Regions from separate parts of the Capra hircus genome. Here region 2 is linked to region 1. The links are chromatin contacts, called in public Hi-C maps. All regions are on one chromosome and are shown on one strand. The core of a region is the stretch at or near the end of the contact, and the rest is flanking DNA. Distances in the headings are between cores, read along the strand shown. Region 1 holds the start of GADD45B (growth arrest and DNA damage-inducible protein GADD45 beta). Region 2 overlaps GNG7 (guanine nucleotide-binding protein G(I)/G(S)/G(O) subunit gamma-7).

The links. A called contact is a pair of places that touch in the nucleus more often than the background predicts.
Region 2: a contact with region 1 is called in a Hi-C map of blood, with 4 times the contacts expected there. The contact joins the enhancer-like site here to the promoter of GADD45B in region 1. A contact is called at or near these places in 3 of 5 Hi-C or Micro-C datasets (all in blood).

The regions. Positions count from the first base shown.
Region 1 is chr7:89,444,492-89,448,193 of ARS1.2, reverse strand. It overlaps GADD45B (growth arrest and DNA damage-inducible protein GADD45 beta), which reads right to left and starts at 1,879. Exons shown (of 4, transcript XM_018050778.1): 1 at 1,599-1,879; 2 at 1,394-1,495; 3 at 764-986; 4 at 1-497. The coding sequence starts at 1,642. The coding sequence ends at 384.
Region 2 is chr7:89,531,423-89,535,124 of ARS1.2, reverse strand. All of the region lies in intron 2 of GNG7 (guanine nucleotide-binding protein G(I)/G(S)/G(O) subunit gamma-7), which reads left to right. Among named protein-coding and RNA genes, the nearest start is that of GNG7, 75 kb to the left of the region's middle. Within about 2 kb of position 2,039, at least 3 of the 5 cell types and tissues checked have an H3K27ac peak or open chromatin away from gene starts, as enhancers often do.

The DNA of each region.
Region 1 (3,702 bases), core at 630-3,129:
CTCAAGAAGGGTGGGGGCTGCAGTCAGTCCCACCCCACCCCACCCCGAAGTGTGGAGCCCAGGCCCTCCTTGGTAGGGGAAGCAAGCAGCTCCCTGGCTCCTGCGTCTGCTCTGTCACCAGGCCTGAGCTCCCGGGTCCCCTCTCCTGCTGGCCCGGGTCCTGTCTTCTCCTCACACCGTGGCCGCCGCTGGCCCCCGGCTCCAAGCTTCCCGCCCTGGGGCGGCCGCGCACTCCCTCTCCTGTCTTCAGTCTCCAGCGATCCTGCCCCCGATGGTCTCACGGGTTGGGTTGTTGGGGGGGTTGTTCTGGGAGGGAGGGGGGATCAAATATTTATGTGGTTTTGTGTTTTCGGCAGCAAGAGTTTCCGATGCCTGGCAGGGTCTCAGCGCTCCTGGAGGGAGATGTAGGGAACCCACTGGTTGTTTCCCCTACTTTCTTCGCAGTAACTGGCCACCTCCACCAGGCCGTGGCTTTTCCAGGTGTCTGTATGAGGGTTCTGTGGGAGGGCGAGAAGAGGGGTTCAGCAGGAGCCCCAAGGAGTGGGTGGGGAGTGTCCCTCTCCCAGGGCTCCCATGGGGAAAACAGGCTGGCTCAAAATAACTCGCTGGGTGAGGAGGCCTGGAGGCCAGCAGGTTGCCCACGGGACATGCCAAGCGTGGCTGAACGCTGAGCTGGTGCACACCGGCCAGCTCCACTTTGTTGACAAACACGGGCCCAGGTGCCGGGTGGGGGTGGGGCAGGGCGGAGCCCCAGTTTGCTCACCGTGACCAGGAGACAGTGCAGGTCCCGGGCCTCGGTGGTGCCCTGGGTCTCGGCCGGCTCGCCCAGCAGCTGCGCCAAGCGCTGCATCCCCGACACCCGCACGATGTCGATGTCGTTGTCGCAGCAGAAGGACTGAATAAGCGTAAAGTGGATCTGCAGGGCAATGTCGTCCTCCTCTTCCTCGTCGATGGCCAGGAGGCACAGGACCACGCTGTCAGGATCCCTGAGGGGCCAGAGGGGGATGGGTGGGTCAGCTGGGGATTCGGAAGGGCCCCCCTTCTCGTGCGGCGGGGAGTTTGCAAAAGCAGAGAGCAACTGCAGGTGTGCAGGGGATGGCATCTGCAAGCAGATGCTGGGGTGGGGGAGAAGACGCTCGGTTCAAAGGCCGGGCGTGGGTGGGGGGTAAGTCAGGGACATAAACAGGCGACTGTTTGCAAGTGATGTAGCCCCAGCATACTGCAGCCTCCACGCCTCAAAAAAAAAAAAAAAAAAAAGGCAGAAAGATTCCCAATCCACAATGGGGACACTTGGGGGTGTCCCAGACCCATGCAAGAGAGGGGTGCAGGAGGGAGATTGCAGAGCGGAGAGGGTCCCCACCCGCGCCCAGCCGGGAGACAGAGTCTGACTCACACATTCATCAGCTTGGCCGACTCGTACACCCCCACGGTGAGGCGGTCCTGGCGCTGCGCGGCCACCAGCAACTCCTCCACCGCGGCGCTCACCGTCTGCATCCTGGGGCCAAGGGAGAGCGGAGGTCAGCATCAGGCCAGGCACGGGGCGCCCCGTCCCCACCCGGCCCAGCCTGACCTCAGGTGGCAGGGGCGCCACTACTTACTTTTGCGCCGCGTTGTCGCACGCCACGAGCTCTTCCAGTGTCATGTTGCAGTTATAATCCACAGTGGAAAACAGCCTCACGACAGGTTCAAGGAAGAAAATGCAATATCCAAGGCTGGAAAGCCCGAAGCCTTCCCACGGAGACCAAGCGTTCGTCAAGACCTTAGGAAGGCAGCGAAATCCACCCCCAAAAAAGGCGGAAAAAATTGCAAGTGTCTCAGCAAGAATAATCCAAGTAGCAACTGCAAAAGATCCGAGTGCTCGGCGTCAGCGATCTGAGCTTGCGGCGGCCGGCACCGCCTTTTATAGACTAAGAAGGTTAGGGGCGTAGCCCCAGTGACCCGTTCGCCCCTCCGATTGGACAAAACACAAAGGCGAGAGAAATTCGCGCTGCGGTTGGCCAGCGGCGGGGAGGGGGCGGGGCGCCGCCCGGGGGTGCCCCACGTGGGGGCGAGAGCCGGGAGGAGGGCGCCGGGAGGGGGGGGGTGGAGCCGGGGGGAACTTGAGTGCCAGAAAAGAGAAAAAAAAGCAGAAGTTTTCTCCTATTTCCCGGCAGCCGCGCCGCGTTTCGGGGCGCGCGCGGGATTTCCAGCGCGCGAGGCGGCCCAGACTTTCGAGCGGGGGGCCTGGAATCCCCTCCCGGTCCCCGGAGAGTCCCCGGCCCGAGTCTTTCCAGGTTCTGCAGCAGTTTTACACCGAGAGGGAGCCCAGTCTGCAGCCCGATCCCTAGGTGGTGGTGGGGGGGGGTAGCCCAGGGGGGGTAGCCCCAGGCTGCAGGGACCCCAGCCCCTGGGTGACTTTATTTTCTGGGCGTTTCTGCCCTTATCTGTCTAATGGGAATGCAAAGTTGGCCTCATTAGATTGCAGAGTCCTAAATAAAGTGAGGGATGCACAGCAAGCGCCTAGCACGCGGTGGTGGTCGCAGGAGGCCGCCTAGATCCCCAAAATTGCAGGCTGCGAAGGCGGCCTCAGAGTTGCCACCCGTCCTATGACAATGCACACCGGCCTCATTGGGTTGCAGGAAACATTAACTAATAAGTGGAGTACACAAGAGACACTTGATAAACATCGCCTGGTAGTCTGGGAGGTCGCCTCGAGTTCCCCAGAACCAGGGGCTGCAGAGCCCAGGGCCGAGACCCGGTGCCCCCTCTCCAACCTGGCGAGTTTCAGGGTGGGGCGCGCGTGGGAGGCGCAGGTGGCTAGGCCTCGCAGGCTCCACGCCCCCTGCAGGCGCCTCGCATTGCAAGGTTTGACTGCCCCTGCTCACAGCGGCTCTGTTGGGGGAAATCCAGCCCGAGAGAGGGCGAAGGGAGCCGGTTCATCTGTGAGCCACGCGCTGCCACCTTTGCGCGCTTACTGTGATGGTAGCCGCTTTTATTCCCTCCGGAGGGGGCGCTGAATGTATGGAGCGCGCGCTTGGCCCCAGGTTCTCCGTATCACGGTTCATTGAATCCCCAAGAACCCAAGAAGCATGGGCTATGCTTATCTGCAGGATGCAAAAGGGTAAACTGAGGTTTGGTGAGGCCTCCACTAATTCAAGGCCCCAGTTAGTTGGTGCTGGAGTTACACGTGTGCGCCAGGCACGGCCGCGCGCTCGGACAGCCGCCAACCACGCCATCTCCCTGGGAAAGCAGTTCACGAGCCAGGCGGGCAGGCCCGCGTGGGACTAGCTCCCACGGTCGATCGGGGGCTCCCGTATGACTCAGCTGCACCCCCACCCCCGCCAGCCTGGGGTCTGGCCTCGGCCTTACGGCTAGATTCCCCCAGCTCCCCGGCCTGCGGTCCCGCTGACGCATCGCGCCGCCTCCGCGCCGCCCACCATGGGGGCGCGAAATGTCCCGGGCGCTGCGAGGCGCGGCGGCGCCACCTGGTGTCCACGCGAGGTCCCTGCGCCCGCAGTTCCGGAAGGGACCAACCGGCGGGGGTGGAGTGTAGAGGAGGTGAAACACCCGGAAGGGGTAACAAATGCAATACTTTATACACACACACACAATTATATGCAACATGTATTAATAACTTTATAGATTTAATTTTTTAATCTAACTACTGCCTAGGTTACTGTGGTTTTTTTTTAATGGTAAAATATGCACGATATTTATCATTTC
Region 2 (3,702 bases), core at 790-3,289, 87 kb before region 1:
GCCATGTCACTCAGCCTGCGGGATCTTCAATTTTCCAACCAGGGGTTGAATCCATGCCCCCAGCAGTGGAAACTCGGAGCACTAACCACTGAAATGCCAGGCAAGTCCCCTCCTTCAGCATTAACATGTTGAATAAATGAAGTACAATATCAAATCTGGGAAACCAACATGGGTACAGCCCGCAAAACTCATTCAGACTTCACTGGTTTTACACACACTCAGTTGTGCTTGAGTCTTGTAATTTTATCACACATGCGACCTTAATCATTTTTCATATTTATTTATTATTTATTTGGCTGCACCTGGGTCTTAGTTGCAGCATGTGGGATCTAGTGCCCTGACGAGGGGTTGAACCAAGGCCCCCTGTGTTGGAAACGTGCAGTCTTAGCCATTGGGCCACCAGGGAAGTCCTGCCTCAATCATTTTTAAGAGTGTAAATGGGTCCCACACCAGAAAGTGCAAGGATCCCTGAAATAACAGTTCCAAGAGATCTTTTCCTCATTTGCCTTTTAAGGTAAATGCTGTTACTGGCTTCATTTTACAGGCAAGACACCAGGAGATTCATTCCAATTCTGTTTCCCCATCTCCCACAGCCACTGGACAGCAGAGATTGGACTGGATAACTGACTCTTCTAGAGTTGGTGTTCTCAGCTGCCAGAAGTGTTCCTCTACTTGTTATCTTTTAAAATGTTAAAACGGAGATAAGGCAAAATGTCCCAGGGGACCTATCACTCAGTGAGTTTGACATGGCCCGTTTTCCCTCCACTCTCAGAAGAGTCAGCTGTAACCTCATCTACATCCAGAAGCAGATGGCTTGCATTGAGGGGCTGTGCTGTTAAAAATAGTAAGAATAGAAGTGGTCATCACGCAGTGCAAAGCTTTTCACCCTGAGAGTGTCTGGAACAGGGACTGAATGGGGGCAGCTTAACTGGGCATTACCATCTTGCTCTGGTGCGTCCCCTGTGAGTGCCTTCACAGAATGGCGGGTGGACTTCCTCTCCGCTCCATTTACAGAACTTCCCTCATATTGTGCTTTCAGTCCCGCTCATAGTCATTGAATTGAATTCGTGATGCTGAACGCTCAAATGAGACACACCTTAACACCCCCGCCCCTAAACACAAGTTGCTCCCAATTGTAGTAATCTAAATTTTTGCAAATTGCATCTTATTTTTTAAGATTTCTTTATTGGTTTTATTTTGGCCACTCTGCATGGCATGTCATGGAGTGTGGGATCTTGGTTCTTTGACCAGGCATCAAACCCGTGACCTCTACGGTGGGATCACAGAGTCTTAACCACTGGACCACCAGGGAGGCCCCTGGATTGCATCCTGTTGTAAATGCATTAGGGACTTTCATTAAGCGGTCACCCCAACCTGAAGGCCACAAAAAGGCCGAACTAGACCTTGGAAGGCCTGGAGTTCCAAGGAGAGAATGCTATTTCCAACCTTATCACGGTCTTGGAGGCCACAGTTCAGTTCCTTTGTCAGTTGTTTTTCTAAACTCCTGGCTGACATTTTCCCAAGTCGTTTGAAGGATCTTGATCGAGGAGGACACGGATGAGTAACAGGGGGTCATTGATGGCTTCCATGGGTGTCAGCCAGACTTCCCCACGTTGCTGTGCCCTTTTTCCACACTGTTCCTTTGTGCCTTAACCCATGCATGGTGCCAAGTGGCAAGCACCGACCGGAGCACTGGCTGCACAGCCTCAGGAGATGCAGGAGGGACTGACTGGCCTACCAGGGCTGGGTCACTGGGGAGGAGTCCCCAGACCAGTCTTTCAGCAGTTTCACTGTGGGCGTTCCTTGAGCTGAATCCACAGAGGCCAGTTGCTTGTTCAAGTATGAGTTCTTCTAGACCAGGGCTCTCACCTGGGTGGACTGGCCCCCGGGGGACCCTGGGTAATGTCTGGGACGTCTGTGGTTGTCATGACCAGAGTGGGCTCCTGGCATCAAGGGGCTGGGGCCAGCGAGGCTGCTTCACACCTTACAGTGCCCAGAATGCCCCTCAGAGGATGACCCACCCTGAGTGTCCACCTGAGAACACTGTTCCCATCCCACGAGGTCTGTTAACCAATGAAGAAGCCTGCCTTAAAAAATACAAGAGGCAGGGATCCCCGGGGGGTAGGGCAGAGAGGGGGGGTGGGAGTGGGGAAACCACCACCTCCCTTCCTTCAAGTGCTTCTATGTTGTTTCTGAACTTTGATGGCCCAGACTAAACCCTGCTGAACAACCTACTCCACAGCCTTAGAGAAATTCCCAGACTTCCCCGAATTTTGGAACTTTGGTACCCCCGGGGCATGCAGGGCTGCTGAGGGCTGAGGGCCTGTCTGCCAGCTCCCGAATCCTGCATTCTGGAGGCCAGCAGGGCTGCACCCATCTCCCCTTGAAATGCTCTCAGAAACCCGGCCTGGTTTATTTGGATGAATCGAGGAAGGGCTGGGCCAGCGCAGGATTTATTTTGGTGAAACTGAAACCTCAGATCCCAGCGTAGATTCTCGAGAAGACTGACATTCCCCGAGTCAGCAAGGAAAAGTGCAGCTCTCCACGGGGTCAGCCCGGGCCAGCGGGCCAGCCAGCAGAGCACCACGTGGTGTTTGTGCTCCCGCCGCGTTCGGGTTTTCCGGCCCCACTGTCCCTCCCCCTCCCCTCCCTCCTCCTCCCCCCTCTCCGCTCCCCTCCTCGTGGCCCCCCTTCCTCACCGAAATTCAGTGGAAATGTTCCTTGGAAACTCAACTTCCCATTTTTGGAGAAGCTTCTTAGAAACAAGACATATTCCAGCTTGTAGTGAGATGACCTTTTAGCTCAGCTTGTATCTTTTGTTTCCTTCACATAAACGTAAGTTAATACAGAAGTGATACTGGCTCCGTATAAATCAGTGTCCTCTCAACCTGCTGTTTGCTTTTCTGTTTTTCACTATCACTGTCCACCCCCAGAGGCTTGTTAGACTTGCTTGTCCTAACTGCTCATCGAAAAGAATGAGGCGAGTAGTGGATGAGAATGCATTGTATATCTAAATGCCATAAGTCCATTGGTGCATTTTTGTTTTCCCCTATGAGTATAGCAAAAAAAAAAAAAAAAAGAGAGATCGGAGAAGGCAATGGCACCCCACTCCAGTACTCTTGCCTGGAAAATCCCATGGATGGAGGAGCCTGGTAGGCTGCAGTCCATGGGGTCACTAAGAGTCAGACAGGACTGAGCGACTTCACTTTCACTTTTCACTTTTATGCATTGAAGGAAATGGCAACCCACTCCAGTGTTCTTGCCTGGAGAATCCCAGGGATGGGGGAGCCTGGTGGGCTGCTGTCTATGGGGTTGCACAGAGTCGGACACGACTGAAGTGACTTAGCAGCAGCTCCAGCATAGCAAAATAGATTTCTTTAAATTATTTATTTTTAATTGGAGGATAATTGCTTTACAATATTCTGCTGGTTTCTGCCATGTATCAATATGAGTCAGCCATAGGTATGTATGTCCCCTCCCTCTTGAACCTCTCTCCCACCCCATGTGATACTTTTAAAACCTTAATTGTCCAACCCTCCTACACTGTTGGCAGGAATGAAAATTGGTGCAGCCACTATGGAGGACAGTATGAAGGTTTCTTAAAAAAGCAAAGATGGAGCTACCACATGATCCAGCAATCCCACTCCTGGATATATTTCCAGATAAAACACTAATTCGAAAATACATGCACCCCAGTGTTCA